2 separate regions of the Mus musculus genome follow, and region 1 is linked to region 2. The links are chromatin contacts, called in public promoter capture Hi-C maps. All regions are on one chromosome and are shown on one strand. The core of a region is the stretch at or near the end of the contact, and the rest is flanking DNA. Distances in the headings are between cores, read along the strand shown.

What was found. Promoter capture Hi-C pulls out the DNA fragments that hold promoters and counts their contacts.
Region 1: a contact with region 2 is called in a promoter capture Hi-C map of embryonic stem cells, with 2.8 times the contacts expected there. The contact joins two enhancer-like sites. A contact is called at or near these places in 7 of 39 promoter capture datasets (the HPC-7 cell line, HPC-7-derived erythroid cells, embryonic stem cells and 4 more), 1 of 484 Hi-C or Micro-C datasets (neural progenitor cells) and 2 of 115 datasets of contacts at active chromatin or transcription factors (bone marrow-derived dendritic cells and embryonic stem cells).

The regions. Positions count from the first base shown.
Region 1 is chr2:30,925,526-30,931,332 of GRCm38.p6, forward strand. It overlaps a transcript of Ptges not described here. Among named protein-coding and RNA genes, the nearest start is that of Tor1b, 25 kb to the right of the region's middle. Within about 2 kb of position 2,071, at least 92 of the 459 cell types and tissues checked have an H3K27ac peak or open chromatin away from gene starts, as enhancers often do. A contact at or near this core is called in embryonic stem cells, where this site is marked.
Region 2 is chr2:30,544,024-30,549,892 of GRCm38.p6, forward strand. It overlaps Gm31585 (a long non-coding RNA gene), which reads left to right and starts at 468. Exons shown (of 3, transcript XR_374225.3): 1 at 468-2,015; 2 at 2,822-2,893; 3 at 3,455-3,821. Within about 2 kb of position 3,623, at least 72 of the 459 cell types and tissues checked have an H3K27ac peak or open chromatin away from gene starts, as enhancers often do. A contact at or near this core is called in embryonic stem cells, where this site is marked.

The DNA.
Region 1 (5,807 bases), core at 821-3,320, 380 kb after region 2:
GTCACTGGGCCACAGAAGTCGGCCCTCCACCCAGGTCTGTCCCTTCACCCCGCACCGGTTGTATGTGTCAGGCTCTCTAGAGGAACAGACCTGCAGAATAATGCATATGACAAAGGGGCTTGATTAGATTGGCTTACATACGGACTGGGTTTTCCAACTGGGACTGAAGAAGCTCCGTCTGCGAGGCTGGTGCTGAAGGCCTGGGGGACTCCTGGCACAGTCCATTTGGGAAGATCGAATAAACGGGGTTCTGGCGTTAGCCAGAGAAAGTAGTGACAGAACACATTCCCTCAGCCACAAGTGTCCTGTGGAAGGAGGGCAGCTTTCCTCCAGACTGTTTATATCAGCGCTGAACTGGAGCAATCCTTCTAGAGCATGCTCCCACAGACCCACACAGAGGTGTGACTGTTGGTCGGACCCGGATCCAGTTGACACCGATGAACCATCACCAGGATGAGCTCTAACTCCTGCCCTGGAGTTAGTGAGCTGCATCTAGTGAGCCTTGTCTCAGCCCTGCTGGTGGGAGTTGCCATTGAGTCTTTAAGGTCATCTCCCTGTTTCAATGACGTCCATGAGCGGGGCCTTCTGGCTGTATGTCTCTTACTGTAAAGTAGCCTGGAACTTGTAGCAATCCTCCTGCCTCAGCTCCCTGAGTGTTGACATTCTTGACTATTTTACTTTTTTTTTTTTTTTTAACGTAAAGTCTGGAAACCTAGCGTGAGTTTCGTGCTCACGTATCTCCACTGGCTTCCTGGACTCACTCTGTTTTGGGTACTCAATGACCACGTCTGACTTGTGATGGCCATCATGGGCAGAGCAGGGCTCTGTAATGACAAACTGAGGCTCCTCAAATGCCCATCAGCAATAACTGTGCCAGCTGGAAGGTGTTTCCGTGTGAAACATTATTTTCCTCTGACTATACTATACATTAAATCGATATTTTTATTTACTTTATGGGGGAGGGGTGAGTGCCACAGCTGGAGTATGGAAGGCAGAGGACAGCTTGCAGGAATCAGTTCTCTCCTTCCAGCATGTGGGTCCCAGGGTCAAACTCAAGCTGTTGGGTTTGAGTTGGCTGAGAAGCAAGAAGGAGCCCATGTCGGATCCAACATCTAGTTCCTATATAGTGTGCCTCTCTGAGCCTCAGCTTCTGTCTATAAAACATGCATGAAAGTAGCTGGCCTCTCACTCTCGTGGGATGTTCCAGGCTCTGCAGGAGTTGTGAGTGTCCTAAGGGTTAGTTATTGTTGCTGTTGCTGTTGGTGTGTGTGTGTGTGTGTGTGTGTACATGTCTGTGCACATGCCTGGTGTGTACATGCACGCAGAGGCCAGGGGCTGAAGTTGAATTTTCCGTGCCTATATCTAGCTGAGTGTGTGCCACATGTGTGGGTGCTTGCTGGGGGTATACAGTCCACTGGAGCTGGAGGTACAGGCGGTCGTGACCCTCCGGCCAAACCCAGGGCCTGTGTAACAGCGGTAAAAGTGCTCTCGCCCATCAGCCACCACTCCAGCTCTTCCACGTTATTGTTTGAGACAAGGACTCTCACTGAGCCTGGAGCTCTCTGATTTGAGGCTGGCTGGCTGGAGCTCCGGGGATCCCCAGGCATCTGTCTGTCTTCCCCTTCTTAGTGCTGGGGTTCCAGCCACGCACCATCACACTGGTTTTACACACGGCCCCTGGGGATCTAATTCGGATCCTCAGGCCTGTGTGGCAAGCCCTTTACTCCACACTCTGCTGTTGCTATTTTAAGAACTGAGATTCAACTAGGCCATGTTCCTTCCTGAGGCTAAGCTCTTACACAGAGGATGAGCTTGTATCCAATCTAGCCAGCCACAGGGGGCCGGAAATGAGTCCCCCAACACTTACCTAGCATCAACAAACACTCAGCAGCCGCTGAGACACTCAGGAAGTTGGCTCATTTGCAAATGTCCCTACATTTCAAATCTTTAGCAGCAAGCCAGAGGAGGGAAATTTGGTGGTGGTGGTGGGGGGAGTTACACAACGCCTCACTCCCCAAGCTGGGTGAGGCTGGTGCCCTTCCCACAGGGTCATCCGGGGAACACACACAGTCAGAACTGATAGAGGCCAAAGGGCTGGGAACACATGTGTGATGCGCGTGATCACCCACAACAGTGCAGTAGTAGGGAAGAAGACAGAGAAGGCTTCAGAGCTCTCCCAAAACCTGGCTAACAGGCAGGCAGCCAAACCATATACTGGACAAGGCCCAGAACTCAGGCCTCTGCCATGTCCCTATGACACATCATTTCTTTTATATACCCAGATGGACATATGTTTCCCCAGACCAGCAGCCATGAGGAATTGTCCCTGTAAGGACTCATGCTCCTGTCACCGTGGTGCAGCTGATTGGACAGCAGAGAGCACCTGGTCACAGGTAGCAGTGGGTACCTATGGCAGCACCCAGTGCTCCTCTGAAGCCCTGATGGGAAGGTAGGCGGGATGGGCCCAAATAGACCACGAGGAACTAGAGCTGTGAGCAGCTGGTACAGAGACACGGCTCAGCGGGAAAGAGCACTGCCTTGCTTGCAGAGGACCTAAGTTCAGTTCCCTGAGCCCACATGATGACTCAAACATCCCCTAACTCCAGTCCCAGGGAAATCTGACACCCTCTTCTGGTCTCTGTGGGCACTTTATACATGATGTGCACGTTCAGACAAGTACGCACACACACACACACACACACACACACACACACACACACACACACACACACACAAATAAAAATAAATTTTAAATGGAAAGACATGAACTCACAAACGACTCTGGAAAACTGCTTTTAACGCTGACTGGCTCACCTGCCTGCAATACCGTGAATGCCCACTAGAGGTCTGCTTATCCTGGCGGTCTCATGGACTCTCTGCCCCAGCCATAGCAGAGCAGCTGTCAGCCTTCACAAACCAGAGAGGCTCAGACTCTTCCACCCCCGGGCTTGGAGACCATACTTTCTCTGGGTACCTTAGGGTTTTAAGACATTCTGTGTGTGTGGCTCCCCATCGCCTAACTCCACTCCACGGTGTCTCAAGACCCCACCCCTTCCCAGCCCAGTGTCTCAGTGACAACCAGATGAGCCCCTGGCTGCCAGCAGGCCTCTCATTGCACTTGGGACCAGGCTCTTCCTCAGATATGGTTCTGGCCACAGAAGCCACCACGGGCGATGTATGAACCATTGTAAGCCTGTTGGTAGCAGCAGAGAAAAGAGCCACTTTCTACACCAGAGAAGGGACCAACCAGACAGAGAGACTTGGATTAAAGGTGCGTACCACCAGGCTGGTTTCACTTTAAGGTTTTATTAGTTTGTTTTGTTTTTCAGGTAGAACTCCCCAGCTAGCCCTTGAACTTGCATTGTGGTCAAGGATGACCTTGAACCTCTGTCTCTCCCTCCCAAGTACTAGGGTTACAAGCATGCGACACTTTATGAGGTGCTGGGGTGAAACTCAGGGCTACAGATATGCTAGGCCAGCGCTCTATCCACTGAGCCACGCCCTAGCCCTACCCACACTCCGGAGATGAGGAAGCTGGAGTTTGGAGGAGGGGCATGACTCAGCCAATGACTGTGCTCCACACCAGCAAGACATGCTCTGGATAACATATGACTATGAAATCCCCCACAGAGCCAGGAAGATGGAGCTGTTGGTCAGCAAGGTATGTGTGCGACTCACCTGGTTTGCCTCCTTCCAGGGCCAGCTGGGAGCTCCCATTCACCCACCCAGAATGTCTGGCTCCCAATCTGGGCTCTCAAAACTACCTTAAAGGAGCAGGCACCCAAAAACATCCTTTGTCATCCACACTACCACCCCAAAGTACAACGGACAGCCAGGGACCCAGACACGAATGCTGGACAGCGCCAAGGCTTGCCTCAACGCCATCCTCAGGGACTTGGGGAATTGGGGAGCTCTGGGAACTAACTGCTTGGCCTTGCGTTTCCGAACTTCGTTTTATCCCAGAAGACAACTCTCTTCCTCCTGGCTGGAGGCGGTAGTTGAAGCGGGCCATTAACACTCCCCAGTTCCACCCGCAATGAGCATGCGTGTTTGAGAAGTAAAGCTAGCAGGCACCAACTGGAAAGCCGGGCAAGTCCTTGAGGGAACCAAAGAAATGAGAATCCCAGAGGAGCAGTCGCGGAAAGGCTGAGCTTCCAGCAGGGGGAGCACGGGGGCCTTTCCAAGATCGAGCTCACACACTCCCCACCCCACCTCCAGCCCTTGCTGGCCGCTTACCTTGTCCTCAGGTGTCTCTGCTGAGCTCATCCGTGATGACGTCACCACGTCACACTGGAGGCCTTGGCGGCGTGATATCCAAGGGGGCTTCGGGCTTTTCGCTGTCTCCTTCCTTTCTCTATGACTCAGGCCGGGAGACACAGGCTGGGGCAAGGCTGTCCATTCTTGCACAATCGCTGTCCTCATCCGAACCGCAGCCCTGTCGGGGGCCTCCCTAGGCTCTCAGCCACCTGAGGGTAGGATTTCAGACCTGGGCCCAGAGACAGACGTACTCCACTGTCTGGCTGAGGAGAGTGCGCTCCTCAGTTGCTCTGTCTGTGGCTTGCACACCTATGCTCCCTTGGGAGTCCTCTGTCCAGGTGTCCTGCTCCCCTGTCTCTCTGCCCCTCCCCGCCCCTCCCCTGTCTCCTCCTCCTAGTTTCTCTTTTCTAAACATAAAACTCATCTTCTAACCAAATTCGCACAGGCACTGATGGGACATGTGGTTTTTAATAGGAGATGGCCATGATTCAGAAAAGGTGGTGGCACACGCCTTTAATCCCAGCACTTGAGATCGGCAGGCGGATTTCTGAGTTCGAGGCCAGCCTGGTCTACAAAGTGAGTTCCAGGACAGCCAGGAAACCCTGTCTCGAAAAGAAAAAAAAAAAAAAAAGAAAAGAAAAAAGAAAAAGAAAGAAAGAAAAGAAAGGAAAGGAAAGCCTGAAACAGATCATCTATCCATTCATGCATCCACCTATCCATTCATACCCACCTGCCCACCCATCTATTCATTCACCTATCCATCCTTTCAAGTACCTCCCACCGACCCATCCATCTACCCATCCATCCATCATCCATCCACCCACCCATCCACCCACTCATCCACCCACTCATCCATCCATCCAGAGGTGGTAGAAGCAGTTTAAAACCGTGAGTTCACTAACCCATAACCCTAGCACTTCAGAGGTGAAAGCAGGAGGATCAAGACTTTGAGTCTAAGAACCTGGAGAATGGCCGGTGATTAAGAGCACTAACTGCTCTTCCAAAGGACCAGAGTTTAAAGTCAGCACCATGTTTTTTTCTTTTCTTTTTTTAAAATAATTTTTAAAGATTTATTTATTATTATATCTAAGTACACTGTAGCTGTCTTCAGATGCACCAGAAGAGGGTGTCAGATCTCATTACAGATGGTTGTGAGCCACCATGTGGTTGCTGGGATTTGAACTCAGGACCTTAAGAAGAGCAGTCGGTGCTCTTAACCACTGAGCCATCTCTCCAGCCCCCAAGTCAGCACCATGTAATTCACAGATACTCCAGCTCTGAGCTCCGCCCACTCTTGGCCAGTGAGTGCCCTGCATTCACCTGGCACACAGCAAAACACCCACAGTTATAAAATAAATACATCTTTTTTAAAAGTACAAAAGAGTTAGAGGCTGGGACCAGAGAGATGCTTCAGTAGTTAAGAACACCTGCTGCTCTTGCTTAGGACCAGGGTTTGATTCCCAGAGCCCCGCACGGCAGCTCACAATGGCCTGTAACTGCAGTTCCAGGGGAATCTGATGGCTCTTCCGGCCTCCTTGGGCTGCTGCCCA
Region 2 (5,869 bases), core at 2,373-4,872:
CAAGGTGCTTAGGCACAGTGCTTTCCCCACAGAAGTCTCTAGCTCTGTTAGAAGGTGCATCAGCAATGTCACTTCCCAGGAGAGTCCCCCACCCCCACCCCAGCCTCCTCCTTACTTGCTGGGTGTTATGGCTTCTGTTCTTCCCTTCTCGGGTATTCATGGGTACTTGAGGTATGGATTTGTTTGCCTGTTTATTTCTTTAATGTCTGTTTCCCTGACCAGATAGTGGCTTCTTGCAGATAGCAATGCCATGGCTCACCTCTGCAACCCAGTTCTTAGCAGAGCTGCCAGCATCCAGCTGACCTGCATAAAACCTTACAGGATGAATGAGTGAATAGACTCCTCCATGGAAGAAGTGATTCAGGCTAACAGAAGCTCCCACCTAGAGGATGTTTGTCCCTGGCCCTGTGCTGGACTTGGCAATCTAGCTTCCCAGACTCCAAGTCCCTCCTGAACAGTCTGTCTTCTGCTTTTGCTGCCACTGAACATTCTTGGACTTCCGTAGAAGAACCCGTATCACCTTGTTTCAGATTCTCAGTTACATTTTTGATCCAGCGGCAAAAATGCTATCATGGTCCCTGGCTGATGGGCAGCGATTCCCACAGGCATCCTGGCTCCCAGATCTGGGCACTGGGACTTCCACCCCCTGCACTGAGAGGTGCTCAGCTATACATCTGCCTGCCTATTGCAATGGGGACAGATTGTATTGGCTGACAGGTTCCAGTCTCCTCTTCCCACTTCGTTGATAGACACACTGAATCCAGCTTCGACAGGGTCCCAGGGTCACCTCACTCCTTATAAGATGGGTTTCCTGCCTCAGAAAGAGCACCTATTTCCTGGAGGGTGGCTGGGAACCTTGGCTATAATTGAGTCAGTCGTGGGTGCCTCACACCAACCCTGTTTACAGATAGCCAAGCTGAAGAACTGGAGGGTCTGTCTGATCACGTGCCCATGGCTCAGGGTAGCTGGTGGCACGGAGCCTGCATCTGTAGAATTCTTGAATCTTAACCTTAGTTTATAAGCAAAGCAATACCCGGTACCAAGAAGGATGTCATCAAAACCACGTGGTGCAGGACTCGGCCTGGTGGGCGTCCTCCGCACTGCGGACTGCCACAGGTCTGATCCTCTTTTGAATGACACACAAACCACACCCAAATCTCCTGCTTATTAGTCCTCCTGGCCACGCCTAAGTCCAACCCCCGCGCTGTAGGTTCCGCCCCCCGCGGGCAGCGCTGGCCTCCCATTGGCCTCCGTTTCCATGGTTACACGAGACCTGCGGCGCTGCTGGCTTCCCGACACGTGTCCCACGGAGCCGCCCGGAATTTGACAGGGGACCATGTGCGCGGCAGCGCGGGAGCCAGACAAAGACGGGGAGGCGGTGGGGGACGAAGCCCGGTGGAGAGACGAAGCCAGGCGGAGAGGCTGGGAGCCGCGCCTCCCGCCTGCTGGACACCTCGCTTTCCTCATTATTGCTTGAAGAGTGGATTAAACAAACAAACAAACAAACAAAAATTAATGGGAGAGAGGTGGGAAAGGATCAGAACCAGCCCCACCTACTGTCTCTTCTACAGGAAAAACCCACAGGCGAACATCTTTTATGACTGTGAACGCGCAGGCTCCCTGCTTACACCTCCTGGCCCTGGGCATCTCAGCCCACCTTAACTTCAACCAGTGAGGTTCAAATTCAGTTGATTTTGCCTGGCTAGTTCTAGTAAGGAAAGCTTTTCTGGCGTGGTTGTTTCGATGCTTGAAATAAATGAGATCCAAGCAATTGTGGGGAACCTCTCTGGCCCAAGCATCCTCTGCCTCTCTTACTGCCTTCAGGCAACCTCTCCCATGAGGCCCTCCTGGGCTCTGGCCCCAGCGCTGTGGGGCACGGACTTTGTCCTCTCGCACCCCCATTTCTCCTCTTGCAGCCCTTTGTGATGGCTACCATAACAAATCACTCCAGATTTAGTGTCATAAAACAACAGCGGAGTTCTACAGGTCAGAGGTCAAATCTGGATGAATTCAAGGTGTGCAGCAACATTGGGTTCCTTCTGCAGATTCTCGTGTGTGTGTGTGTGTGTGTGTGTGTGTGTGTGTGTGTGTGTGTGTGTGTGTTTGCACTGGGTTCCTTCTGCAATCTCTATGTCTCTGTCTCTGCTTCTCTCTCTTGTGTGTATGTGTTTGTGTGTGTATGTGTGTGTGTTAGCACTGGGTTCCTTCTGTAGTCTCTATTTCTGTCTCTGCTTCTCTCTCTCTCTCTCTCTCTCTCACACACACATACACACACGAGAAAGAGAGAGAGAGAGAGAGAGAGAGAGAGAGAGAGGACTGGGTTCCTTTTGCAGGCTCTCTCTTGTGCATGCATGTGTGTGTGTGTGTGTGTGTTAGCACTGTGTTCTTTCTGCAGTCACTCTGTCTGTTTCTCCCTCTCTCTCGTGTGTGTCTGTGTGTGTGTGTTAGCAGTGGGTTCTTTCTGCAGTCTCTGTTTCTGTCTCTTCCACCCCCCCACCTATCTCCCCCCCCCTCTCTCTCTCTCTTTCTCTCGTGTGTGTGTCTGTGTGTGTCTCTGTGTGTGTATGTGTGTGTGTGTTAGCAGTGGGTTCTTTCTGCAGTCTCTTTCTGTTTCTGTCCCCCCCCCTTGTATGTGTGTGTTAGCAGTGGGTTCTTTCTGCAGTCTCTTTCTATTTCTGTTCCCCCCCCCCCGTGTGTGTGTGTGTGTGTGTGTGTGTGTGTGTGTGTGTGTGTGTGTAAGGGTCAGCCTCCTTACCTTTCTCCAAGCAGAGAGCCCACCCCCTGACTACCTTCCTGATCTTTGGCCCTGCTTGCTCTTCAGTTACCTGCTTTCCCATCTCAGAGTCCCTCAGTCACTCGGATGAACTAGAAGAAACCCCCGGCTCAAAGGCTGGTGAGCTGCCTCTGTTCCTCTCTGCTGTGAAACAAGCCATCTGTGTGCCCCAGGGGTTACGCTTGGGACATTGTTCTGCTAACCAGTTCACCTCTCCAGCTCCCCCCACCCACTTAGAAGCCTCTTTCTCTTCCAAGTCTTTCTCCCACGATGCCTGCCTGAGGTGGTGCCTGCACACTTCAGGTCTCCTCTGACCATAGGCCAGCACTCTAAAGTATTCCTGCAGCCTCTTCTACCTACAAGGAAAGCCAAAATGGCGCTGGGCCACACACAAACCCTGATCTGCCCACCCGCTGGTCTCCCCCAGACCCTTCCCTCTCCTACCCTTTCCCTTTGCGTCCTGTTTCCTGTATATTCCACGGTGTTTGTCACCTCCTGGCCTTTGCCCGGTGGTTCCACTCTGGATCTTTCTGTCTGTCCGCCTTCATTCATGTCCCCAGGAAGCTTGACTGACCCTTCCCAAGCACCTGAATGTACTTATTGTTTATTAGTCTGGCAGAGCACAGAGGCCTTGCCTGTCCCCTCTTGTCCCTCACAGTCTTGTGTCTTGTTTGGCCACAGAGCTAGCCATGAGCTGGTCCCAGAGTCATGGTGAACCCTGTGAATTTCTACTGAAGCTCAAGGACTTGGTCTAGGGATGCTGACGAGACCCACGGCCAGGACACACAAGATGCCAGAATGACAGCCGTGACGTGACATCGCTAGCAGCCGCTGACACCGGAAGCTGTTGACACGGGATGCCGCTGGCACCGGAAGCTGCTTGGTAGCATCTCCAAGCTTGCTTTACATAAGCTCTCAGAATGGCTGGGGAATCCAGCTCTCACCTGCTCCCCACTTTATGGATGAGAACCTTGGACTCTTCAAGTTGACCATACCTGCCTTTTGACTAGAGTGGAGGCCAGGGAAGTTTCTCATGCTTCCTGCTTGGAGGGGGCGGGGGCGGGCGGGGGTGGGGGCGGGGGCGGGTGGGGGCAAGCCCCAGCTGTTGTTGAGGTGAGGCATGGTGACTCTTCCTGGAGGAGGCTGAGGCTGGTCAGGACTTGGGTGGGGCTGAGCAGGCTGCTGGGAAGCCGCTTCCTTCCGGACCCTTCCTGTTTCCTTTTCCTCACTGCTCAGCCAAGCGATTGTCTTGCTCAGCCCTCCCCGGGCCTGCCTGGGCAGGATGTGGAGGCAGGAGGTTCTGTTTTCAAAAAGTCAAGTGTGGATTAAACACCTTGAACTGCAGACTCAATGTGGCTCAAAGAGTAACTTTTGTGTTATGTGTATTTTACCAAAATAAAAAGAACTGAAGGGCTGACTAGATGGCTCAGTGGATAAAAGTGCTTGCTGCCAAGCCTGGGACCTGAATTCCGGCCCTGGAACACACATGGTGGAAGGAGAGAAACCATTCCTGCTTGTTGTCCTCTGGCCTCTCCACAGGGACTGTGGTATGACGTGTGCTCTCCTCTCCAGATACATTTTAATGATTGTAATTTTTTTTTTTCTTTTGGGACAGAGTTTCACTGTGTAGCCCTGGCTGTCCTGGAACTCACTCTGTAGACCAGGCTGGCCTAGAACTCAGAGATCCGCCTGCCTCTGCACCCCAAGCACTGGGATTAAAGGTGTTTGCTACAACACCTGGCTATGATTATAAAATTTTAACATCAAATTGTCAAAAGAAAGGGAAGTGGCTCATGTCCCCGAATGTGAGGCTCTGTACCTGTGAAGCAGTCACCGCCCCTTGCCCTTCCCCATGCCTGACATTTCATTCTCTTCTGGAACTGATGACAGGTGTGAAGAGCTGATGGGCTGGCAGTCCCATAAGGGGTGCTCCTGGCTCTAAGGACCCATGGCAGGGGGACTAGGAGTTTGGCTCCTAGATGAGTCCCCCCTCCTCAGTGCTTGCAGCCTTGAGAGTCACAGGTTGTTTCCTGTCCCTGGCTTTCCTCTTCCAGCAACCATGATTTGTGGAGATGTCTTTCCCAGTGGGTGGGAGTCCTCTGCTGGCACAGTCCACTATGCCGCACTTTGACTATCATGACAAACAGACTCTTCTGTTTTCAAGATTTGTTTCTGTTTTACGAGTGTGTGATTGCATGTATGTCTGTGTATCATATGGATGCCTGGTGCCCTCAGAGGCCAGAAGAGGGCATCAGATCCCCTGGAACTGTAGTTCCAGGTCGTTCTGAGCCCCATGTGGGTGCTGAGAAACAAAGCCAGGTCCTCGACATAAGCAGCCAGTGTTCTACCACTGAGCAACCTCTCCAGCCCCTCCCTGCATCTTAAATTTGCTCAGTGGACAAAGGGCTGGGTGTGAGGCCGGGAGACTGCATAAGGCCTTTCAGCTACTGACTTCCTCTGTGTCCTAAGGAATGTCATCTCTCTGTGCAGCACCAGGTCCTTCCCTGTAAGCTAGACCAGTGTGGGACAACATCAGGACTCTGTCTGTCTTCAGTACTTCCTTCATCCTCTCAGCCTAGACATGTCCAGTGCCCATGGAGGAGGAAGAGGAAGAGGCCGAGGATGCCAAAGCCAGTGGAGCCCTTGGCTCCCAGGGCATGAACCTTCAGAGTGTTCTCAGACTCTGGCAGCCTCCACCCTGGGTTCTATTCTCTCCTGCTGGTGGTTGGAGCTGTGCCCCATCATTGTGGGAGCAAACACCCACCTTAGTCATAGGATCTCAGAACCAGGTGTTATTTCCCCATGTGTCCCATGGTCTCTACAGGACTGGGCCCACAGAAGCCTAGAAAGTGGTTTAGCTGTTGCTACAAGCAAGGGACCGAGGAAGAAGAGAAGGTAGAGAAGTCAAACTCTGGATTCAGGGTCTGTGCGAGACACACAAATGCTTCACAAGCAGAAACTGGGCCATGGTGTCACCACTGAGACCCAGAGGGAATAATATCGCTACACCCACGGGCCTCCCATGAGCCATGGCTGTAGAAAGGCAGGTATTTGAGACACAGTCTCAATCTCTGCTTATACAGGGTTACTGCTGGA